2 separate regions of the Sus scrofa genome follow, and region 2 is linked to region 1. Evidence: chromatin contacts called from public HiChIP or PLAC-seq data. All regions are on one chromosome and are shown on one strand. Each heading gives the region's core, a stretch centred on a gene start, on an enhancer-like site or on the middle of the called end of the contact. The rest is flanking DNA. Distances are from core to core; before and after follow the strand shown. Region 1 has its middle 35 kb from the start of MIR7139. Region 2 holds the start of ZDHHC17 (palmitoyltransferase ZDHHC17).

The links. HiChIP or PLAC-seq counts read pairs in DNA pulled down with a chosen protein or histone mark.
Region 2: an H3K27ac HiChIP or PLAC-seq map of skeletal muscle shows a contact between it and region 1. The contact joins the promoter of ZDHHC17 here to the enhancer-like site in region 1. A contact is called at or near these places in 2 of 5 promoter capture datasets (fetal skeletal muscle and liver), 3 of 47 Hi-C or Micro-C datasets (embryonic fibroblasts, epiblast stem cells and skeletal muscle) and 2 of 2 datasets of contacts at active chromatin or transcription factors (alveolar macrophages and skeletal muscle).

The regions. Positions count from the first base shown.
Region 1 is chr5:104,164,239-104,170,206 of Sscrofa11.1, forward strand. No RefSeq gene overlaps it. Among named protein-coding and RNA genes, the nearest start is that of MIR7139, 35 kb to the left of the region's middle. Within about 2 kb of position 2,468, at least 55 of the 83 cell types and tissues checked have an H3K27ac peak or open chromatin away from gene starts, as enhancers often do. A contact at or near this core is called in embryonic fibroblasts, fetal skeletal muscle, liver and 1 more, where this site is marked.
Region 2 is chr5:104,392,596-104,398,159 of Sscrofa11.1, forward strand. It overlaps ZDHHC17 (palmitoyltransferase ZDHHC17), which reads right to left and starts at 1,660. Exons shown (of 17, transcript XM_021092815.1): 1 at 1,454-1,660. The coding sequence starts at 1,546.

The DNA.
Region 1 (5,968 bases), core at 1,218-3,717:
TATCAGTGGAAGCAACTTGGTTTTTCTCCCAGGGTCCCTTTAAGCCTGGTCCATGAGGGTAACACACTCGCTCCTGTACAAACATGAGGCCAGATGCTGTGACCTCCCTGTTACTGTAAATAACAGAAGTTCTATCGTCATTTGAAGTTAAGACAGAAGGCCCAGAACCCTCACACAAACTCTGCCTACCAAAACTGGGAGCGCTCCCAGATGCCACAGGCCAGAATCACACCAGAACGACTGCAGGCAAGAGGTAAGGTGAGCAACACCCCTTAGTGACTCTAAAGAGGCAAGGGTGAGCAACCACAGCATAACTGCACAAAACCCATTCCTGCCTCCCTTTGCTCAACCCTTTCAAGACCTGTGGTTGAAGGCGTTCCAGAGCGTGCATAGCGTGTAGCTGGTTTGCAAAAGCCCCCCACTAATTTTTTGGAATGCAAAATCATTTACCATAATTTGCTGCTGTAGCCAAGCTCACCATTTCACATCCTGTTAAAACAGTTGTAAACGTCCATTGTCCAAGATTCCCACTCCCTAGATGACTGTTACAGCACTTACTATGTCATCCTTAAGAAATTTTTTTTTTTCTCTGCTTTTTAGGGCTGCACCTGCAACATATGGAAGTTCCCAGGCTAGGAGTCCAATTGGAGCTACAACAGCCACCCCAACACAGGATCTGAGCCATGCCTGTGGCCTACACCACAGCTCATGGCAACACCGGATCCTTAACCCACTGAGCAAGGCCAGGGATCCAACCTGCATCTTCGTGGAGACTAGTTAGGTTTGTTCACTGCCGAGCCATGAAGGGAACTCCCAATTTTTGATAGCTCTTAATTTGTTAGTATTAAGATCAGATTGATTGGTTCAATGTCCTTTCCGTCCTGAAAATGCTTCTGAAATGATGAAATGATACCTAAACCCGTAAGCCGTCTTCTTTTCATTCTCTAAATTCTTTGTTGTCAACACCCCATGGTAATCTTCAATGTCACAGGCTCTTCCGTATGGCCAGCTTTTCCCCAGTCGTGCCCTGAAGAACTCAACTGCTGATGGACATTAGGAGTCAAATAAAGGTGGGTAATTTTGGTAAAGAAAATTAAACAGCTGATTTGTTTGCTATGGGATTTATTAGAGACTTAAATTTGTAAGAGGGAATGTAGTATATATACAAATTCTTTAAAACTGGTTTTATAGCCAGGCCAGTTTCATTCTTAGAGCAGCTTACAAGAACAAAGCTCAGCAGAAGCTACTTTGAGAAGCAATGAATTAATCTACAGAACAAACGTCTAAAACTTTCTTGGTCTTCACTGAAAAGATAAAGGACATCGGTTTCTTAAAGTCAGACACCGCAGATGCTTTACACCTGTATTGGCAATGCCTGCCACGAAATGTGCACCCAAGAAAAGCTGGGGGGAAAATACCGGACGGATGAGTTAGCACACACACAGGTGACCCCTGAGTAGCCTGGGCATTAGGCACACCGACCCTCCGTGCCGTTGAAAACCCATGGGGAAGAGTCTGCCTTCTACAGTCAGTTCTTCCGTATTCTAGTTTCTTCCATATCCTGGTCCCACCAGTTCAACCAACCCCAGACTGTGCAGGAGTACCGCAGCACTCATGTTTGAAAAAAATGTACAAGCGGAGCTGTGCAGTTCAAACCTGTTTTGCTTAAGGGTCGACTATACATAATAATAAAAAAAAACTTAGAGGGTTCTATATACATAACAGCTATTTGATACATCACTGTATACAGCTAAGAGTTTTCTTCATTTAGAAGAATTGTCTCCATCATGCCATTAGCGCTTATAAAACTGACTGCATAGTGACATTCCCAAGTTTAACTTTCGATGGCATCCCATACAGCGTTTGCCTGATTCTTTTGGCATCCCTTTCCAGTCCCTTTCCAGACTGATTCCAGTTTGCCTTCCCAGCTACGCTAGATATTGTCCACTGACCCTCAGCATTCATCCCCACTCCCCTTCCGAGTTCCTTACCACAGGGCCTGGGAGCCTGGGAACTACATTTCCCAGATGCCCCCGCTACGAGGTTCTAGACGCGGCTCTGTCAGCGGAGGATGGAGCTGCAGGATTTGGCAGGGAGAGAGGCAGCCGAGGTTGCTCTTCCACTCACATTGGAGCAACTCATGAAAAGATTTCAGCAGACGGTTTTATACCAGCCGTTCTTTATCCTGCTGCCGAGGCCAACACCATGGACCAGCTCTGATGCTGGCAGTGATTTCACACTGCTCCGAATCAGTGTGAGCCTCTGGGTCACAGCCATGGCGACACGATCAAAACACGTCACATCGACCGGCTGCTTTCACTTTCTCTCCCTTCCGGTACTTTTGGAAGCACCCAATTCCCACTGTTAAAACCTTCTGCAAGGAATACCCAGAGTGCTTTCTAATTGCTACGCAAAACCCGCAGTCTTCTCTCCCCGACTCCCCCTCGCATCCACCTCAGCCCCTCCACTCTCAGGGCCCACACTCTGCCTGCTCCTTTCCGCATCCATTCCTTGCACCACCCGTCCCCTCTTCCTAAAATGCCTCCTCCCAACCCCAGTTCTCCATTGGGCTATCTCATGGGCATCTTCCCAAATCCAGCTTAAATGTCTCCCCCCTTGGGAAGGATGAGTTGTTTGCCCCAACCACGCTGGGAGATCCTCGGGAAGCAAAAACGGAGTTTTTCTCGTCTAGTGCGTAGCGCTAAGCCTAAGGAGTATGTGAATAAATGGTCCACGCGGCTGGAGACACAACAGGGCACCCCGGGTGAGCAAGGTGGCTGTAGTTTAACATGCAAGGGCAACACAAAAAGAGTGAGTACAATAAACAGCAGCTTCTCACCAGAATCGAAGTGTGCATAGCCCTACCTACCACACCAAAACCATGCTAACCATTTACTCACTCCATAAACATTTACTGTTACTATGCAAACGGCAATAGCCTTTTTGTGTGAAGGGGGGGGGAGATACATTTTTTCTTTTCTTTCCCTTCCTTTATCTCTCTTTAAGAAAATTATAGAAACGCAGTGTCTGAAGGAAGTCTGAAGTCACAATTCACTCTGTTTTACAGACGGGGAAATAGAAGGGGTGTAAGTAACTTGGCCTGGATTACACGACTACAAAGCGGGATTAAAACACAAGGCTCCCCATAACCCAGTCCAGCACCCTCGTCCTACACTGTGCCACTATCAAGGGAAGGCAAAATCTTTTATCAAAATGTTGGCGTCTCCCTAGCAAGTCTATCCAGTTTTCAGGATGCATGAATTTTGTAGACCCACGGACTTGTGCATGCAGAAAGTTGTGAGTTTATTTCCCGGGCAGTTCTCTCTTTCCACAGCACGCTGAAATTCTGCAAAGCAATCTTAACATCCAACCTGGGTTTGGAAAATGCATATGAGATCGCCAGGTAGAGAAACAGAGGTGGGAGGAGGACGTTTTAGGTAGAAGGAATGGCGGGGGCAAAGGTATGGGTGCTTAATTATAGTTGTTCTGTGATCTTTAAACACGTTTATCAAAACATTAAAAACTTTCTTGCAGTTGACTATAAGGATTTAGGGAAATGAAAAAGCAGTAAAACTAATATTGATTTAGTATGTAATTTAAAACATTAGAACATTGAGAATTAAAGTGTTTTACTTCATTAAAAACTTAGCAAGAATAGTTTGAACAGAGCTTACCCTCTCGTTGCAAAAATTACGAGTGCTGATCACTCGTAGGTCTTGATAAATTATGATATTCTTTTCTAAGTTTGGGCCAGCTTCCAAATTCTATCCTTAGTACATTCAATTCCAAGAACTATCTCTATGAGTTCATCTACTGTCATGTTTCTGCAGGCATCATTCCTCGGGAGCATCCTTACCCTTTTCAGCATGATCGTTTTCCTCACTTGTGGTGACAAATCCCCCTTCCTTACGTTCCTCTCACTGCGTCTCACGGCATAGCTAGCGTCTTGCCAAGACCACAGGGTCAACACCCCACTATCCATTATTTCTTCCTAACTACATTTAAGTTCAGTTCAGATTTCACCTTCAGCATTATCACTTCTTCTTTTCCTCATTTTCAACTTTCTTCAAGTATCGATTTTTGTGAACATATGTATTCACAGCACTAGGAAACGCAGAGGCACGCCTACACGCTAAACGCCTTTCCACCTGCACAGAGACTCTGCGCACGCGCAGCAGACTTTGCCAGAAGTGACGTGATTGGTCATTGGTCCCGATGGGACCTGTTATTTCTGTGTTGATTTGTGGGCTGAAACAGCGACGTGTGTACGTTTATGCTCACAGTTAATATATCCCATCGAGGAACTGAAATTTGTTACCATGTTACTGGGGGACCGGTGTTATGTAACTAAACCATGGTAACCGACAAACGTGCGTATCAGAACCGTGCACGCGAGGACCGCTTGTATAAATTCTAGGATTGAAATCAATTTCCCTTTTAACCCCTTCTTCTCCCTGATGGCAGAAATTAAACTCCGTCGATGCAGAACGGCATCAGTCGGTTCAGCACCTCCCTCCCGACATGTACTTCCTGCCATTCTCTTGAAGTAGTACTTTCAGTGATAGGTCTTTAAAAGCAGAATTCAAACAGGCGTCAACAGCAAAGGGCCTTGATTCCTTATGTCACTGCAAGCGCAGAGCTAGGACCATGATTCAAGCTCATTTTCACTTCAATCCCTTTGGTTCTGCCTCATCCTTCCCCATATGTCAGTTTTGCCCCGAGGCTGCAGCAATTATCGTTCCACCCAAGCCAAGTTCAAAGAAAGAGAAGAGGAAAAAAACAAACAAACAAAACTCATTGGAAATTCTTTCAAAGGAGTAAGAAAGAACTTAAGAGTTCCCCAGAAATGTTTCTCCTCAGTTCTTATTGGCTCAAATTGCATTACCAGTCCATTTCTAGACCAATTACTGGCAGGGGATGCAGAAGTAACTTTATTCCACTTAGATCTATCTTTGAAACTGAAGCCCTTGAGCTCCGGAGGGGAGGGCTTGACACCTGAACAAAATTTGAGTTCTACTAGAAGGGAAAAAGCAGGAAACAGATGCTGGCTAGCCACAGCAAATTCGCCACAGCCCCACCCGCTCTCCCTCCAATCCCGCGGCATCGGAAGGACTTCGGGGGAAGTGCTTCGTGCTTATCTGCTCCAATCCGTAGCGGCGCAGAGGCACGTTTTTCCCTCCGCTCCTTGGTCCTATGACTCTGCTGACATCCACTGCCACGTCTCCGGACACCGACTCCACCCCCGTGGCATCCCCTGCTGGTCCTGCCTCATCCCACCAGAAGGCATCTCCAAGTTCGCCCGTTCTCAGTTCCGTTTTCACCAGAGCACGCGCAGCCCTAGGAGCCCTGCTGGTTTTCAGGGATAATGCCTTTGATCTGCTCTGAGCAAAACTGAGAGGCCCAGGAGAGTCTTGCGAGGCTGCCTCTGATCCTCTCTGCCAAGAGAATTTCAGCTAACCCTGGGCCACGGTGTCATTTTTTGTCCATCTTCCCTGTTAGAGCCACCGTTTGTAAAGCTTCCACCTGGGGTGCAAAAGCAATTAGCTTTTCAAGTTGGCAAGGCCACACTGGTGAAGCGTTTCCATTGGTTGGCATACATCTTAGGGAAACTCTTGTGTTACAAAAAGAGACACAAACAAGGGGCTCATCGTTTCACCGTAACAACAAAGAGCTATAAACAAACTACAGTTTCAACAACATGGGCAAACAGTGACTTCCACCCCATGAATTCAGTTGGCTACCACTGAATGCGTCCGTGAAGGAACCAGATCTACAGGTACGAACCAGGATACATCTAAAATGTATGTTAAGCGGAGAAAGTAAGTTGTAAAAAGAAATGTTCACTTCACATCATGTGTATTTTAAAAACACTTTACAATGAGTATGTAAAAGAACCGACACAATTAATACATACTAGCATCAGACTGGAGTTACTGCTAGAAAGGGAGGGTTGAAAAGGGAATGAGAT
Region 2 (5,564 bases), core at 410-2,909, 230 kb after region 1:
ATTCCTAAAGTACCAAACAATGTATTGTTTCACAATGCAAACACTTACGAAGAGTTTTATTAAGATACACAGAATCAACATTTAAGTATTTAAAATACTTTCGCAGGACTAGATGAATAGAAATATTCGTTAGCAACATCTTCAATGCATCATCTGAAAACTACTTTGTCTATTTCTTGATATATTTTTAGGGCCTTAAGTGTGAACTAAAAGAGAGATGTCTCCAATGCCAATTCGGAAAATGTCACCACTTTGGTCAAAACAGTGTTTAGCTTTACTGCACAGCCTTCTGTCAGAAATCCAAGGCAGACTTTTCCATTTAGTGGCCCAGGTATAATCCTAAGGAACTGTTTTTGATAAATCAAAAGTGATGAATGAGAAGGTGATGAGAATACAGAACACGGGTACGTGCTTGTATTTACACTTTACTAAGTAATATAAGCAAGCTCTAATCCTCAATCCAGAAATAAATAGAGTGATTTTAATGTACGGTAATCAGGCAAGGGCTTCCATGTTTGCTCACCCTACTACAAACACAAGGATTGTCTTCATCCCTTAAGCTCATAAAAACTACAGGAGCTCTTCAGGAAGCTTTGATGCTGCCCCTCCGCACAACACTCCGGGTCATTAAAAACCGGAATTCATCAAGAACTGCTTCCAGGCCTGAATTAGTACTAGCTCGGCTATAAACTAAGACGTAAACAAGTGCAGAACGCTACCGATCCTGGAGCTACCGATCCTGGAGCGGGGCACTGTTTACCGACGGGGGAAGAGACTCCCGCTGTGATGGGAAACGCTTGCACTGTCCCCCTCTGGCTCGCCCTCAAAAACAAGACAGTTCCTCAAGCCAGTGCGAGCGTGGGTCTAGGCTCAGAACTTCCGACCTCTCTTTCTAATCGCTTAAGGACACATGCTCAATAAGAACATCCGACACAAGGTGCCCCAGGAGCTGCCAATGGCATAAAGGGAAGGGCATCACTTTGTCCAAGAAACTGTTCTCACGCTGCACGCCCCCACCGAGAGCCAAAAGGGAGGAACAGATACCGTCATTCACGCCGGCGAAGGAAAAGAGCAGAAATCAAAACCATTCGCGCTCCTCCTCCCCCCAGAGGCGCGGAGCGGGATAAGGGCTCGAGGCACGGCTCCCACCCCGCACCAGGCCCTCGCCGCCAGCGCTCCCGTGAAAAGCGCGGCGACAGACCCGTCCCCTCAGCGTCTCCACCTGCGTCCTCCGGGCACCGCCGCGGACCGCGTCCCAGAGCCCGCCCCGGCCCGCCCCGCGCTCTCCTCCCCCGTTATCCGCTCGCAGCCGCGCTCGGGCCTGGATCGCTCCCCGCCCTCCCCAACTTCGGCGCGTCCCACCCCCCAAGCAGCAGGCCGCCGCCCCCCGCGCGGCCGGGGGCGAAGGCTGGGGGGCCGCGGGGCGCGGGCTGCGCGGGGCGCCGTCCCTCACCTCGGGATGCAGCAGGGGCACGCAGCCCGCCTCGGCCTCGTACTCGTCCGGGCCGTCCGCCATCTTGGTGTTAAATCCCTCCTCCCGCTGCATGCCGGGAGAAAGCGTTTCGCCCTCGCGCGGCGCGGGCGAGGCGGAGGGCGAGCGCGAGGGCGAGCGCCAGACCCGCCGGCGGCGACGCGGCCGCCTCCTCCGCCGTCCCGGCCGCCCGTGCCGCCCCCTCTGCCCCCGCCCTCCTCGGAGGGCGCGGGGCCTGGCGCGCGTGCGCGCGAGCCGCCCGGCCGGAGCGGGGGCGCGCTCTGCTGCACTGCGCCGCGGCCGGCGAGCGGGAGGCGCTGGGCGTGGGCGCCGCGGCGCGGGGGCGGACTCGGGCCCCGGCAGCTGTGCGCCTCGGGCGGCCCCCGGCAGGCGGCCGCTGGGCGGTCGGGGATTTAACCAGGGCGACCTAGCGGCGGCGAGGGAAAGAGGGCAAGGCTCTGGAGCTGCGCCGCCGAGATCGGGGATCCCCGGCACTCAAGGCGGCTTGTGCCCGCAAGCCCCACCGGCCCCAGCCGCCGACCCCGGGACCCCCCCCCCCCATGCGAGACCTGGGGTGGAAGCACCACCCCGCTGGAGGTACTAGCTTGGGACTCTCAGCTTTGAGTCCAGATGTGCGGCGCTCCCGAAGACGAAAGACGCACCTCCTCCTCCGCACTCAGAAAGGTCATCCCACAATTTATGCCTCTGGGAGGCGCCGGGAAAACACGGATAATGCTTGGGATTCCCTCCTAGAGAAGCCTTTTCAAAAGGATCCCAACCTGCCCTCATTGGTTTTGAATTAAGAATAACCACAGGAAAAAAAATGTACGCCCTCAAAGCCCACGAGCGCCCATGTGCTGGATTTTAATGTAATCCAGAAGTCATTTAGTCTGAATTCGCTGAAAGCGAACCGGAGAAAATGACGAAAGCCCTTTTTTAAACGATGTTAGGACTGCTTGGGGGCAGGGTAAAGGGATTGCTTTCTAGAAATATGCTGCTGGGCCTATTACAGAAACTATTTATCTTTGTTTTTAGTTTTTAAAAATCTAAACTGCTTAGAGGACGATTTAGCAAGATGATGAAAAACGATCTAGTAGAGATCCTGACACTAACCTGTCTCCTGTTAAAGCCAAATCAACCAAAGACCACCAGGGAGAAGCTTGCAATCCGGTAACATCAGACATGTTTATACATCAAGAGGAAGGACGCTCCAGAGAAAGCGTGGCAACCGCTAGGAAAGGAAGGATAAAGCGTCTTTTGTAAGGTTTAGGTTCCCGCCAAAGTAGTCAGTAGGGTCTTGAGAGAGCGGGCATCAGTTCTGGATTGGACGCTGTTTCAGAGGCGGGATTAGGAAAAGTGAGGATTAATTGAGGATTGGATGCTGGCACGAGGAAAGGGCCGTTCAGTAATTGGGTAGTCTAGTAATAAAAGAAAACAGCAAAGAGAGTAGGTCTGGGCAGCGTTGGCAGGAGAGCAGTATCACTTAGAGAGGGTAGATAGGGCATTTTACAGATGCTGCGTGGCAGGGGGAAGAAAGCTCAGATAACTCTGCGGATGGCTTTACACTCTGTGTTCGCAGTACTGTTGCTTTTTCTCATTGCAGTCAGGTAATTTTCATTCTTTTGGTCCTGGCTCAAACCAAGCTACTTAGAGCTGGGGCAAGGGTTTGCTATTTTAACAAAAGCAAGCCAGCACATATGGCAATACTCTGCAATCCTATGTTAGGTGAAATGAGGGCAATATTTTTGCATTCATATTCTGTATGAATCATTGGTATAGATAAAAATCAAACTAGAGACTTAAAGGGAATATGTGGAATTTGACATGTATTGAACTTAGGGATTCGGTGCTGTCACTGACTAGGATCCTTGGGCCCTTTAATCAATAGAAATTGATAGGAGGCCAGAGGAGAAATTCAGACAAGGTTTTATTAGGATTCATGCTACAGCAGGAGGGAGCAAGAGAGCAAAAATGAGTAACAGGTACCCTTACTCCCACTCTGAGGAGGTTGGCTGGTTCCTTTAATGGGATGAGGGTAGGGTTGGATAGGTGGGTGGGGCCAGAGCAGGGAGCTTAGGTGGTCTGCCCACCCCCTTGGTGGTGCCTGGTGCAGGGGTCATGCACCCTTTCCCTGCTTTCACGCAGCACCTCTGAAATGGCAGTATCTCATTGTTGCTAACTGCCCTAAGGGCATGCCTGTAGTTATTTTTGTTGGTTTTCATCCCTTATAGTTTCCTTGCCTTCTGTTGCTCAGGGAGGCCTTTGCCCAGGTGCAAATACAAGCACCGTGGTAGAGGGTTCCAGGTCCCAGCCTATTTCAGTGCTAACCGTGTGTTGATTTGCTCTGCTAGACCCCTGTCAGGGTTCCTGCAGGAGGATATCAAAAGAGTAAACTTTTTATGAGACCTTCATTAGGACAGTATGAATGCATGATAACTGCTGTGGGCCTAGACTGTGGCTACTTCCATAATGTTCCCCTGCACTGCTATCCCTGCCTCAGCTTCTAGTCCGTCATTGGAAGGATATACCCTTAGTTTATGTTCCCTAAGGTATTAAATTAGCGTCCAAGAGCTCTTTTCTCATTGACTTACTTACACCTAAGAATCAAACAATTGTAAATCTTAAGTTGGCCCAGCTGTTTCATCTTATTTAGGCAGCAGTTTAGTAAATCAAAGCATTCTTCTATCCAGACTTCCTAGGCTAGTCAGACTATCTGGCTTTGAATCGTATTTTGGTCATCTTAACTCTGCGACCTGAGGAAAGTTACATATGTTTTCTGGCTGAAACATGCTTGCATGGTTGCCAGGCCACTTCTTCTCTTGGCTCAGGCTTCGATAGCTCTCTCAGACATTCCTTTTTTTTTTTTTTTTTTTTTTGTCTTTTTGCCTTTTCTAGGCCACTCCAGCGGCATATGGCGGTTCCCAGGCTAGGGGTCGAATTAGAGCTGTAGCCTCTGGCCTACACCAGAGCCACAGCAATGCGGGATCCAAGCCGCTTCTGTGACCTACACCACAGCTCACGGCAACGCTGGATCCCTAACCCACTGAGCAAGGCCAGGGATCGAACCTGCAACCTCATGGTTCCTGGTCAGATTCGTTAACCACTGAGCCACGACGGGAACTCCAGACATTCCATTTTTGTGATATGATGTGGGTGACATCTTTACTTGCTTTTTTTTTAGGGCCGCACCTGCAGCATATGGAGGTTCCCAGGCTCAGGGTCTAATCAGAGCTACAGCTGCCAGCCTACACCGCAGCTGCAGCAAAGCCACATCCAAGCCATATCAGCAACCTACACCACAGCTCAGGCAACACCAGATCCTTAACCCACTGAGCGAGGCCAGGGATTGAACCAGCAGCCTCATGGTTCCTAGTCAGATTTGCCACGACAGGAACTTCTTTCCTCCATATGCGAATCCAGTTTCATTTCCACTCTTAGTTTCTGCTTGAGGACACAGTATTTCATCTTCTCTTTACTCTTCCATTCCTTGAGGAAGTGGTGGGGGAGAGGTAAGCTCTGTTGAGGCAAGACACAGCTTGCATGAGAAAACCTGGGTCATGTCATCTTTGCTGAGTGTTTGTTTTTTCTGTCTTGTGTCTCATTCCCGTAGGGAAGTATCCTCAGAGGTCAGGTGTCTCTCCGCCTCAGTGAACAGCCCTGAAGCTTCTACTTTCATTGTAAAGGGTCAGCTCCATGGTTCACTCTCTCCACATTGCCAGCATTTCTCGAAGCTATTTCTAGTAATGTACTGTGAGAAAATGAGAAAATATAAGGACATGCACTAGGTTTGTTTCTCTGCAAATTTGGGGATATAAGCATGAACCTTAGATATTTGGTATCTTTATGAGTATAGCTTGAGATGGGTAGATAGATGAAAGGGCAAAATTAAGAAGTAGGCTTTCATTCCTCTCTGCTCCAATCCAGAATATTATGTTCCTTTGTGTCCCATTTTTTCTTTTTCTTTTTTAAAAAAACCAAAACAAAAACAAAACTTTAGGATATGCCCCTTTCATTTTTTGGTTGCTGAATTGGCGAGCTTCCTAGATTTTTTTTTTTTTTTCCTAACAGGTACTAAGGGAGAGAAAGGCTGTGA